4 separate regions of the Mus musculus genome follow, and regions 2, 3 and 4 are each linked to region 1. Evidence: chromatin contacts called from public Hi-C and promoter capture Hi-C data. All regions are on one chromosome and are shown on one strand. Each heading gives the region's core, a stretch centred on a gene start, on an enhancer-like site or on the middle of the called end of the contact. The rest is flanking DNA. Distances are from core to core; before and after follow the strand shown. Region 1 holds the start of Acp5 (acid phosphatase 5, tartrate resistant). Region 2 holds the start of Rgl3 (ral guanine nucleotide dissociation stimulator-like 3). Region 3 holds the start of Rab3d (RAB3D, member RAS oncogene family). Region 4 holds the start of Epor (erythropoietin receptor).

Region 1 (2,700 bases), core at 111-2,610:
CGCTCCTCTGACACTTACCCTGGAGGAAGCACAGGTGGTCAGAGAGGCTGCAAGAGGCAGTTAAGCTCCTGGACCAAAAGCGGTGATCACCGAGTCTTTATTCTCTGGGGCAGAAGTGCATCATTGGGAAAGATGATGCATTTTCTCCGAGGATTGTCCAGAAGCCCTCCCCTTGGGTCATGTGAGCACTGGACTTCCCCAGAACTGGAAATGGGGCTGGGGCGGGGGCACCCAGGCCAGACTGAGCCGTGAAAAGTTTCTCGAAGCCAGCACAGTCAGCCAGGGTCTGATGGTAATGTGTACTGGGCATCTGTAGGTCCCGAGTTTGACTGTTCACTGCACTGAGGCTGTTCTAGGCTGAACGTCTGTGTTTTCACACCCTTGGCTGTCTGTAACTCGCTGTCACTTTTTCTGGGTGGGTGTCTCGACTCTAGCATGGGAACCTCAGTGGCTTGCCTGTGACATACACTCCAATTATTTTTTTTTTTTTGTTTTTGTTTTGAGACAGTGTCTCAAGAAGCCCAGGCTATCCCTAACTTCCTCCCTGGGTAGCCAAAGATGAGCCACTTCCAAGTGTTGGAATTACAGGCCTAAATAATTCCTCTGTGGCGCCCATGTAACAGCCCCCTGTCTCCTCTGTGTTTTGTAAGTCCTAGTGCAAATTGTGTATCTGGAGTCATCTAAGTGTGGGACTGTCTCCGAGTTCCCCCTCGCCATCATAAACAGCAGCAATAACTGCCTTTTCCAGGAAGTTCTGTCCACACTCTTCCATGGCCTTTCCCACACCCGGTTTCCAGCCTAAGGAACTTCCAGAAGGCACACACCACGTGGCTGGCTGTAGCCTTTTGACCTTGGCACCTACAGCAGTCAGCTGCAGGCTGTTTCGACCGCAGAGCCCAGCGCTGTGGTGGGTGTGGCCAGCTTCCCACCTCCTCCCCTCCCTCCTTAACTTCACAAGCCGCCCAATCTTTCCAGACTCCTTCCTTGAACACTCACCACCAACCCCTCCGGTCCCTGCAAGCTCGGATTCTGGAATCTCTCGTTCCGTGCTTTGCATAAAGGCTCAGAGAGGGTCAGCGACTCACCCCAGGTCACCCAGCGAAGAGTTTGCCTTGCATTCCCCACTCGCACCTCTCAGTAGAGGCGAACAGGAAGGAAGTGGGGTGGCCCCAACAGACAGAGACCCCCTCCCCCGTGGGAGGCAGAGCAAGGGCCTGGCGGGCGAGTCTCACCTTGGCGGTGGGTCCAGGACAAGCTGTGCTACCCAACTGAGCTGCGGATTCGCGGCGGGTCGCTCCGGGCTGCACGAGTTGGGAAGAGGCGGCGCGGGCCAGCCTTCGCCCACGGCTCCCTGCCTGCCCTACAGAGTCCAGAGTTGCAGAGGGCGGGTGCCTCGGTTTCCCCGCCCCAATCCTGCCTCAGCCATTACCTGGCGCCTCGCCTCCAAGGTTCAGAGTCCCAGGAGTTAAGGGAGACCCGGGACCTGATTTCAATACCACCTGCCTTCGACTTTTGGGGTGCTCACAGCCTCTGGTGGCCGCGCAGGGGAGGTCCAGCCCCGGACTGAGCCAGGCTCGGTCTCCCGGTCTTTAAAATGGGTGAGAAGATACCAGGCTGGTGGCAGGTCAGCGGTGGAGGGCTTGCTTGGCCCCAGAGCGGCTCGGGTTCCATCCCAGCAGTGGGTTTGGGGCGCGCGGGGGGGCGGAGGAGGGGATTTGACTGAGCTATCTGTGCCAGATAACAGCCACCTGTAAAACAGGCCTTCAAGATTGATCGGGAGAGAAGGAATTTAGGCAGAGAGGGACCCAGAGGGGCGGAGCAAAGCCATCCTCTTCCGCACACTGCAGGTCTTTCCTGTTATTTCAAACAAGAAATTTTGCCGGTTTGCAGGGAGGCTGGGGTGTGACTCAGTTGGTAGAGTGCGTGCCAACACGTACGAAGCCCTAGGTCACAGACGCAGGCCGGTATACACCAGGTGCGCAGTGTAACCCTGGGCCGTGGAGGTCAGAGGGTCAAGAGTTCATGATAAATCTCAGCTCCATAGCAAGTTCAAGACCTGAGACTGTCTCATTCATAAATAAATAGGTTGTCCTTAGAATTCCACAAAATAAAGCTGGGCCAGAATGGGACTCACTTCTTTAATCCCATCACTCGAGAGGCGGAAGCAGATCTCTGAGTTAAAAGGCGGCCTGATCTATATAGCAAGTTCCAGGATATCCACAGCTACACAGAGAAACCCTGTCTCTAAAACCAAAACAAAACCTAAACAGAACAACAAAGGAATCCCAAAGAATAAAGTCTGGCGATGGGCCTTCGAGATGGCTCAGAGCGGCACTTTCTGGCAAGACTTGAGAGCCTGAGTTCCATCAGGTTTCCGGAAGGAGAGCACCGGCTCCCAAAAGTTGTCCTCTGACCTCCACATCCGGGTTGTTGCCCTACCAATAATAAGTAAGTAAATAAATGTAATAAAGATTTAAAGAGTCCTGGTGTGGTAGATCATGTCTGTTAATGGCAGGAGGATTGGAGTGAGTTTGAGACAACTGGGCTAAATAGGGAGGACTGGGTCAGCCTGGGCTAAAGTGTGAGATCCTGTCTAAAAAATACACTTCCCCAAAAAATGAATTCCTGAGAAAAAGAACATAATCCCAGGGGTTGCTATCTTTCACATGCCCAGTGCACTCATAACTGTACACTGCTCCA
Region 2 (2,700 bases), core at 20-2,519, 140 kb before region 1:
TCATGCACCAGCCGCTCCAGTCGGGCGGCCCTCAGCGCCCGCACCTTGCTGGTTCGGTAATGAAGGAAGGTGTCGGTAGCCGGGATGGGGGTCTGCGGGGGAGTGGGGCAGTGAATGAAATAAGGTGAGGAGCGTTCCAAGCACCTTGTTTCCAATTATACCCATCTCTGGCACTTTTTTTGGGGGGGTGTGACTGTGTCCTTTTCTGAAACTCCGAGACTCCCTAAATATACACCAATCATGCAATGCTCACATCAACCCCGCAGGACACCCCACTACTCTAGCACTTCCCTCTGTGCCCTCCTCACCCCGCCACCCCAGGCTTCAGGCAGTTTTGCAGCCAAGCTTCACTGGCCAAGCCTGAGTCCCACCCATCACCACCTGGCCGCTCCTCCGTTCTGCTTTCCTGCACCCTGCCGGTCAGTTTCGCCTTTGGGGGGAGCGCTATCACCTGGCCCCACCCCGTTTCCTGGATTCAAACCAAGTCACCTGGCCGCCCCCAGGCCCTTTCCACACACCTGGTCGCCTCTTAGCTCCGCCCTTCCTCCTGGCCCCGTAGTTCTAGGGAGGCTCACCCTCAGCTCTCCAGCTTCCCCCTCTCCTCCCAACTCCCAGGCCCCTGAGCTGAGTCCGCCCTCACTTGCTCGCCTCAGTCCCTTCCTCACCTGGCCTTCTCCAGACCTCTCTGGGGTCGAGCGCTGGCTGCGCTGCCGCCGCAGGGAGACGCTGTACACGGCGCCATCCTCGGTCTCCTCGCCCCAGTCCTGCAGCGGCGCCTGGATGTGGAGGCGGGCTCAGGGAAGTCCCTCCGGCTTCAGCCCCCTGCCTTTATGTTTGGCCCACTTTCCCGAACAGAGTATTCAAGACTCGGGGTGGGATCCCAGGTCTTCGCCACGGATACCCTTCTCCCAGGTCTTGAGTGGATGGAGTATCATTTGGGGATATCCCAGAGTCCAATGTCACAAAGAATCTGTCACCTCCTCCTGAGATTCCTCAGACCCCCGTCCCCATCCCCCAAACTAGCCGCTTCACGGGGTCAGGAACTCTGAATCCCCAAATGGGGACTCCAAGGCACATCCATTTTGCAGAAAGATTAGAAAACGAGGGGCGGTCGCCTGGAGTTTCTGAATCTGGGGGTACACTAGGGACGTGGGGTCCGAGGATCCCCAGCTTCCTCTTACCAGGGCCAGCTCTTTGCCCGCTGTCCTCTCCATGGCCCCGGTGCCCGTCCTGCTCCCTGGCGCCGCTGAGTGAAGCGGAAGGGCCAGCGGGCAGTGGGGCGGGGCAGCCGAGCGTCCAGTCGTGGGGCGGGGCTGGGCAAGGCGGTCCCACAATTCCAGAGGTCCCCAGCCGGACCCCATCCCCGCACCCAGGCTAGCCTAGAAGTCCCGTTCCTTCCCAGAAGTGCGGGTCAATCTGTCACTCAGACATATGGGTGCAGGGGACACGACAACAGGTCTGTGTCCCTGGGAGGGAAGTGCTTTATACTAGGTTGGGGTTGATCAATCCCAGGTGTCGAGGGTGTCTCCTATGTCTGGAGGAGAAGGAGGGCACACTGAATCTGTACCATAGGTGATGGAAGCCATGCCATCTCAGGCTAGAAGCCGCGAAGTGTCTGTGGCCCTGCATTTTGTGGGGGCAGCCTTTTGGGGGCGGTGCAGGGTCAAAAAGAGGTGAATACCCAGGGGGTTGTTCAGTGACCTTTATTGCGCGATTCCGAGGCGGGCACCAACCCGCCTCGAGAGATTTACTGTGGGAACTTCTGGCTCGGCCTTTTCTCTCCTCCGGGCGCTGCTGGCCTGCGGTGCTCCCTGCTTGAGCTTCCTCCAAGCCCTTGAAGGAGCCTCCGGGGCTCCCAGACACACACCACCCGTAGGTGGACCCAGAGGGTCGGAGGGCTCCCTAGAGTCCCGGAGGCATCCGATAGGACTTGACTGCGAGTCTAAGATCTGCGCAACCTATTGCGCTTCTTGCTGCGGGCTTCGATTAACTTCTGGGAACGGAGCTTGAAGGCAGCGCGGGTCACCACATCACGGTCATCATCCTCACTCTCCTCTTCATCTACAGAGAGAGGCAGGGGTGGGTGATGGGGAGGGTGAGGGACCGTTTCTTTTTCCCTTCCCAGCCTTCGCCACACCATGCACCTCCTCCTTGGCCTTGACTTAAGGCCACCTCGCGCCCCTCCCATTCATCCCCCTTTGGCCCACACTGACCAAAGAACTTGTCCTTGACACTGGCGACGGGCAGAAGGATGCGGGTGTTGTATAGGGGCAGCTTTCCTTCTAGCGTGGCCAGGAACTGCGGGGGGGGGGGGTAGGGGGAGGCCGGAGAGAGATGTGGGATGGCAGTGAGGCTCTGTTCCACCTCCGTGCACCTTACATTGAGTTTCTACCGGATTCTAGGTGGAGATCACTGCCCACCCTTCGCTGCCTGGTTTCGGAGGCCCTGCCACCTGAGATCCACCCAGTCCAGGCTTCGCTACTCTGGTTATGAAGCTCACGCCCATTCAGCACCTGTTTCCTATGTCAGTCTGCTCTCTGATTTTCGACCCTCCCTCCCCCACCCCCACCCCCACCCCCTGCCTTGGTCCCCACTGGCCGCGGAGGATGTGTGTGAACCTCTCGGTCTGCTATGTGTCGCAGCAACTCAGGCACGTCCTGGCTCTCCAGTTGGTCCTGCAGTTTCAGCAGCTTTTCCTGG
Region 3 (2,868 bases), core at 290-2,789, 210 kb before region 1:
GGGGAGTAGAGCACTCACCTGCGTTTTCAGCCCCAGCACCCAGCAAACCAGGTGTGATGTGCACACCTGTAATTTCAGCACTACAGAGTGGAAACAGAGTACCAGGCGTTCAAAGCCATCCTGCGTTACATTGGAAGTTCCTTACCAAACTGGGGTGGGTTATATGAGAACTTGTCTCAGAAAGAAAGGAAGGGAGGAAGGAAGGAAGGAAGGAAAAAAGAAAGAGAGAGGGACAGAGAGAGAGAAAGAGAAAAAGGAAAGAAATATGGAACCTTTATAGTGGAAGGTTCAGATCTTCTCCCTTCAGGTGCAGGACCAGGTAACAGGTGAAAACTCAGGGCCAGTTGGGGCTGGGGGGCCGTGGTGGTGAGGAAGTTGCACGGGCTGCAAGCTGGACTTTGCCCAGTGCAAGCAGCTGGTATGGCCAGGTGTGTAGGTGTGTGTGTGACTGCCAGCTAGACAGAGCCCCTTCCATCAAGGCTTGGATGTTGAATTTAGCTGGTGCTTGCCTCTGGGGTGCTGTCCTGTCCTCTCCAAATCCACTGTAACCCTTTCCCTGTCTCCCAGGGTGAGGGTAATTTCTATATATATAACATAAGGTTTAAAGGCCCAGTTAGGCTCCCAAGTGGGTATCTACCATTTTATTTGTCAAAGGGGCCGGGCCTGGCTCCCTCTTGGCCAAAGCTGACTCACCCCAGCCATGGTCCACAAAGACAGGACTGAAAGTCATCAAATCCAAGAGAATTATCCTAGCCACTTAATGACTGCAAAACCCACCACCCCATATCCTCCTGTTTATATCTTCCCACACTCCAGCATTCTGTTTTATCCAAATCTAGGGTGTTCTTCCAAGCTCTCCCCCACCCCCGCCCCCACTTTGCTTTCTCCAGCTGTCTAGCTTAGAGCTGCTCTCCGAAGCCCAAGCAAAAGTATTTCTCAATGGCCTTCGGTGTTTTCTGTTTCTCTACTCCGTGCATTTCTAAGGAGAACGCAGCCAACCCCACCCTGTGTTCCGGGAGAACGGGTTTGAGGCGTCCGTCGGGCAGGGCCTCCAGGCTGGCCCCCGCCCCACCACGGCTTCTCTTCTGGGCCATCTAGGGGTCCCCTAGCCCTCAAGGTTGGCACCCGAACAGTCACTGCACTGCGTGCACCAGCAAGTGCCTCCCCCATCACCATATGGCGCCGTCGCTCGGCCCCAAGCTGGGCTTCTCGCCCACCCCGCCACCGTTCGCAGAGCTTGCCGGGTGCGGGGAACCCAGAAGAGCCAGCAGCACTGACAGGGGGTGCGGGACCCAGGCTCGCGCGGACCCCAGTTCAACCCTGTCATAGTGCACGCGCGTATCAGCGGGTTGGCAGGTGCACTCGCTCCTGGGCTCACCTCGGGTCCCGCCTTGCACACCAGGATCCGCCCACGAAGTTGCTACGGCCCCGCACAGGGCTGCGACCCTCGCCCCACAGCTGCCGGCGCTGCCAACACTGACACCCGGATCCCGCGCCGGCTCCGCCCAGGCGGAGGGGGCGAGGCCGCAGAAGACTAGGCGAGGTGAGCGGGTGGGGCCTAGAAGGGGCGGGGCGCCTTGAGAGTTGGCGCCCGGCGGTGGGCGTGGTCTTACGGGTGTGGGCGCCGCCAACGGAGCCAGGAGATGGGCGTGGCCTGTCGGAGGCTTGGACGCCACAAAAGTCCTAGCTGAGTGGGCGAGCCTTGCAGGCGGAGGTGGGGTCTGGCAGGGGCGGGGCCACCTCAAGAGGCGTCAGAGGTGGGCAGGGAGTTGAGAGGATGGGACCTGGTAGTATGGTAGGAGAGGGGTGGTAGGGATCTGGGAGTGCAAGTCTGTGGTCCTGAGCTAGAGCCCAGAGGAGCGGGAAGAGGCATTAAGTCCCATCAGAGCCTCTCTTTCCTAACTAGAGGTAGAAAACATTTTCTATGCATTCTGTGTTAACAGGAAAACCTCAGCAGCTGAGTTCTATTCCCATCTCCCCTTTCTAGGACTGTGACTCCTGACATATTTAACCTCTCTCAACCTCAATGTTTCCCTCTGTCGAGTGGTTCATAACAAGATTAGTGTAACCATAGTTTTATTCCTTTTACTTTTGGGGGCTGGAGAGATGTCTCAGCGGTTAAAATCACTTGTTCTTGTTGAGGATATGAGTTTGAGTCTCAGGACTCACATGGTGTCTAATAACTCCAGTTCCAGGAGACCTGACCCTTCTTACTTCATCAAACTGCAAGAGCCCACGTGGTGCAGACAAAACACTCATGTAAAATAAAATTTAAAATTCTAAAAATTAAAATTTTTTTGTTTGTTTTCCAGGCTTGCCTCAAACTCCTTAAGTACCAAGAGTAAATGTGAACTGATTCCCCTGGCTCCACCTCCCAAGGTCTGGGATTGAAGGTGTACAAAGCCATGCTGCTTTACACGGTGCTAGGGATGGAGCCCAAGGCTTCTTATATAGAGAGTGGTTACTCTATCTCCCCAGTGCTGGCCTGAATCCTAGGCATAATCCCCGTTCCACGTGGGAGGAGTCTGGCTCTAAAGGGTGCTAGATTCTTCTGTTCAACATGCCTAAGGGCTCTTGGAGTTAAAACATGTTTTAGAAATAAGGAAACTGGGGCTGGAGAGATGGCTCAGCAGTTAAGAGCACTGACTGTTCTTCCAGAGGTCCTGAGTTCAAATCTCAGGAACCACATGGTGGCTCACAACCATCTGTGATGGGATCTGATGCCCTCTTCTGGTGTGCCTGAAGACAGCTACAGTGTATTCATATATATAAATAAGGAAACTGAGGATCAAAGAAAAGTAGATATTTGCCAGAGTCCACACAGCAAGATTTCGAATTCAGTTGCTACTAAGCCTGATATGAGGGTTT
Region 4 (2,759 bases), core at 116-2,615, 170 kb before region 1:
GGTATGAGAAGCTGTAGTTGAAGTCCATCCCGGAGCTCGCCGCTTCCTCCCAGAAACACACCAAGTCTTCCAAGCGTTGGGTGAAGCACAGAAGTTCTTCGGAGCCCCGGGATGCCAGCAGGGCCGCTAGAAAAGGGGATAGCCATGGCGGGGGGAGGGGGAGATCAGGGAAGCCCAGGTCTGCCTTCCACGGTGCCCTTACCCTCCCTCTTGTCGCCTGTGCAGATCCGATAATTTTAGTGCCCCGCCCTCTTCTCCAAAAGGGCCTTCGAGGGGTCTTGCAAAAGTGGCGCCTCAGAACTCCCAAGAGTAGCGACCCCGCCTGCCTTGTTCTACTCCTCCGTGCGCACGCCCACTCACCCTGCAAGTTGAGCGCTGTTCGCCCCGCCCTAGCGGGTGTGTGTGAGCGCAGAGAACTCGGCCTCCTATCGGTTCCCGCAGGCACCCGGCTGTCCCCCGATAGCGCCAACCGTGTCCCCCGCCCCCTTCCTCCTCCTAGCAAGCCGTCCAAAGGACCTAGCACCATCCGCCCGCCAAACTGAGTTTACAGTCTGCAGCGGGTCTGTTTCACAGTCTCTGGGAGCTCGATCCCCTCCCCCAGGAGAGCGGACCTAGCACTACCTTACCCTTGCCATTTCTACCATATCCCAGACTCCCTCAAAACACGAAACAGAGCCGAATGTGTTGGCTCTTGCAGGTCATCCCAGCAACTGGAGGTGGAGGCAGGAGAATCAGGAATTCAAGCTCAACCTCAATTACATAATGAGTCTGAGGGCAGCTTTGGCTACACAGACGCCGCCTCAAAACCAGAAACAGTACAGGCGAGTGACACATGCCTTTCATCCTAGCAATTCCAGGACATCCTGGAATGTCTAGCGAGATCCTGCTTCAAACAAACAAACAAACAAACAAACAAACAAACAAACCAACCAATCTTAAGCCTCTGCCCTGAGCATCACTCCAGGGCGAGGAGACTCTGAGATGCCTCATCGAGTTCAGACACCAGTTTGGCCCCTAGGACCCCATCTGGAGGTTCAGGGGACATTTAGCCCCTGGGACTCGGGCTGGGAATTCAGACCACAGCATTGCCCATGTACAGTTCTTACCTTTGCTCTCAAACTTGGGGTCCGGGAGGCTGGGTGAAGGTGCCCAGGCTGCCCCAGCAAGTAGGAGACAGAGGGGGCCTACCCGAGGCCAGAGGGGCACCCTGAGTTTGTCCATGATGCAGCCCTAGCTTCAGGAAGCTCAGGGCTCCAGCGCCCCTGTTTCGTCCCCCCCACCTCTCCTTCCCTTTCCTCTTTCCCCTTTCCCCTAGTCCACAGCTGGGTCAGCAGCAGCTGCCGGACACAGCTGACCAGGAGCTTCTAAGTGGCAGCTCCTTCCAGGGGGCGGGGCCAGCTTGCAGGCTGGGGACAGATAAGCTACAGCCACCAAGGGAACAGGGGCCTTCTTGGGCACAGCCACTGCCTAAACCAGTGTAGGGGGTGGGGCAGACAGCAGAGTTTTGTTTCGGGTGGCTTTGCTAATGTGGTCACGGACAAGTGACTTATGTTGTTTCACCGTCTAGGTCTAGTCCGGGCATCTGTGAATCCAGCCTGCTGTGCAGCCGGCAGGCCACAGATGGAAGAGAGGCTCTCGCTCCAGCCAGTATCTCTTCCCCAGCTCAGTTCAAAATAAGAATCCTAAAGACAACTAGCAACTGGGTGTGTGAGTGGAATCAGGCTGTGTAGCGTGACAGACACGTGCTATGGTGTTTTCTGTTTATGAATTACACGGATTTGGGAATATGAAATATTTACTATTTTTAAAATTACATTTGTGTGTGTGTGCATGTGTGTGCATGCACAAATGCAGCAGGATGCTTGTGGACAGCACAGAACAACTTGGGGAGTCAGCTCTCTCCTGCCTTGTGCTCCTGGTATTAAGCTGAGGTCTTCAGTATTGGCAGAAAAATCTTTGACCAGCTGAGCCAGCTCACCTGAGCCATCCGTCTCACCAGCCCTGATTGTTTTGGAGACAGTGTATCCCAAGCTGACATCAAGCTCCCTGAATAACTAAGGATGATGTTAGACTCCTGGTCCTCCTGCTTTCACTTCCTGGGTGTTGGGATGACAGGCATGCACCACCTATGTGGTGCTGGGACTGGAACCCAGAGCTTCACCTTACTGAGCAAGGGCTCTGCCAACTCTACAGCTCCAGTATTGCTTGCTTTCTTCCATGCAGGATGTCACTAAATAGCCCAGGCCGTCTTGGAACTGTGGCAATCCTCCTGACCCAAGCTTCTGAGTGCTCAGATCACAGACCTGTGCTTTCTTTCTTTTCTTTTTTTTTTTAAGACTTATTTATTTATTATATGTAAGTACACTGTAGCTGTCTTCAGACGCACCAGAAGAGGGCATCAGATCTCTGTTACAGGTGGTTGTAAGCTACCATGTGGTTGCTGGGATTTGAACTTCGGACCTTTGGAAGAGCAGTCGGGTGCTCTTACCCCTGAGCCATCTCACCAGCCCCAGACCTGTGCTTTCTATACTTAAAAATAAAAAAAACAAAGTTGAATGGCGGGTAGTGGTACAGCACTTGCCTAGCAGGTGGAAAACCCTGGGTTTATCCCCAGAACCCCCCAAATACAGAGATAGGTGGATGCATACATATACATACATAAGTACATAGTACGTACATACATACATACATGGGTAGATGCATGGATACATACATACATGAACAGACACATATATGGATATACACATATACACAGATAC

The links. Promoter capture Hi-C pulls out the DNA fragments that hold promoters and counts their contacts. A called contact is a pair of places that touch in the nucleus more often than the background predicts. Capture Hi-C pulls out chosen DNA fragments and counts their contacts.
Region 2: a promoter capture Hi-C map of pancreatic islet shows a contact between it and region 1. The contact joins the promoter of Rgl3 here to the promoter of Acp5 in region 1. A contact is called at or near these places in 20 of 39 promoter capture datasets (the 3T3-L1 cell line, the HPC-7 cell line, cancer-associated fibroblasts and 11 more), 7 of 15 datasets of contacts at CTCF or cohesin (CD8 T cells, the NIH/3T3 cell line, embryonic stem cells and 1 more), 146 of 484 Hi-C or Micro-C datasets (the 4T1 cell line, the 63-12 cell line, 8-cell embryo and 74 more), 21 of 115 datasets of contacts at active chromatin or transcription factors (CD8 T cells, DN3 thymocytes, acute myeloid leukemia and 7 more) and 3 of 9 other capture datasets (adipose tissue, liver and pancreatic islet).
Region 3: a contact with region 1 is called in a Hi-C map of nephron progenitors, with 3 times the contacts expected there. The contact joins the promoter of Rab3d here to the promoter of Acp5 in region 1. A contact is called at or near these places in 19 of 39 promoter capture datasets (3T3-L1-derived adipocytes, the C10 cell line, the HPC-7 cell line and 13 more), 5 of 484 Hi-C or Micro-C datasets (the G1E-ER4 cell line, cerebral cortex, epidermal suprabasal cells and 2 more), 11 of 115 datasets of contacts at active chromatin or transcription factors (bone marrow-derived macrophages, cardiomyocytes, embryonic forebrain and 7 more) and 4 of 9 other capture datasets (adipose tissue, embryonic stem cells, liver and 1 more).
Region 4: a promoter capture Hi-C map of embryonic stem cells shows a contact between it and region 1, with 4 times the contacts expected there. The contact joins the promoter of Epor here to the promoter of Acp5 in region 1. A contact is called at or near these places in 26 of 39 promoter capture datasets (the 3T3-L1 cell line, 3T3-L1-derived adipocytes, the HPC-7 cell line and 16 more), 7 of 15 datasets of contacts at CTCF or cohesin (CD8 T cells, the NIH/3T3 cell line, embryonic stem cells and 1 more), 146 of 484 Hi-C or Micro-C datasets (3T3-L1-derived adipocytes, the 63-12 cell line, the AML12 cell line and 68 more), 33 of 115 datasets of contacts at active chromatin or transcription factors (CD8 T cells, DN3 thymocytes, the NIH/3T3 cell line and 18 more) and 4 of 9 other capture datasets (adipose tissue, embryonic stem cells, liver and 1 more).

Annotation. Positions count from the first base shown.
Region 1 is chr9:22,130,505-22,133,204 of GRCm38.p6, forward strand. It overlaps Acp5 (acid phosphatase 5, tartrate resistant), which reads right to left and starts at 1,361. Exons shown (of 5, transcript NM_001102404.1): 1 at 1,233-1,361.
Region 2 is chr9:21,988,184-21,990,883 of GRCm38.p6, forward strand. Rgl3 (ral guanine nucleotide dissociation stimulator-like 3) reads right to left here and starts at 1,270. Exons shown (of 19, transcript NM_023622.4): 1 at 1,182-1,270; 2 at 666-776; 3 at 1-92. The coding sequence starts at 1,214. Ccdc151 (coiled-coil domain containing 151) reads right to left here. Exons shown (of 13, transcript NM_029939.3): 11 at 2,619-2,700; 12 at 2,214-2,298; 13 at 1,688-2,061. The coding sequence ends at 1,943. Gm36414 (a long non-coding RNA gene) reads left to right here and starts at 1,313. Exons shown (of 2, transcript XR_379185.4): 1 at 1,313-1,456; 2 at 2,403-2,525.
Region 3 is chr9:21,916,644-21,919,511 of GRCm38.p6, forward strand. It overlaps Rab3d (RAB3D, member RAS oncogene family), which reads right to left and starts at 1,540. Exons shown (of 5, transcript NM_001324531.1): 1 at 1,379-1,540.
Region 4 is chr9:21,962,211-21,964,969 of GRCm38.p6, forward strand. It overlaps Epor (erythropoietin receptor), which reads right to left and starts at 1,366. Exons shown (of 8, transcript NM_010149.3): 1 at 1,107-1,366; 2 at 1-126. The coding sequence starts at 1,221.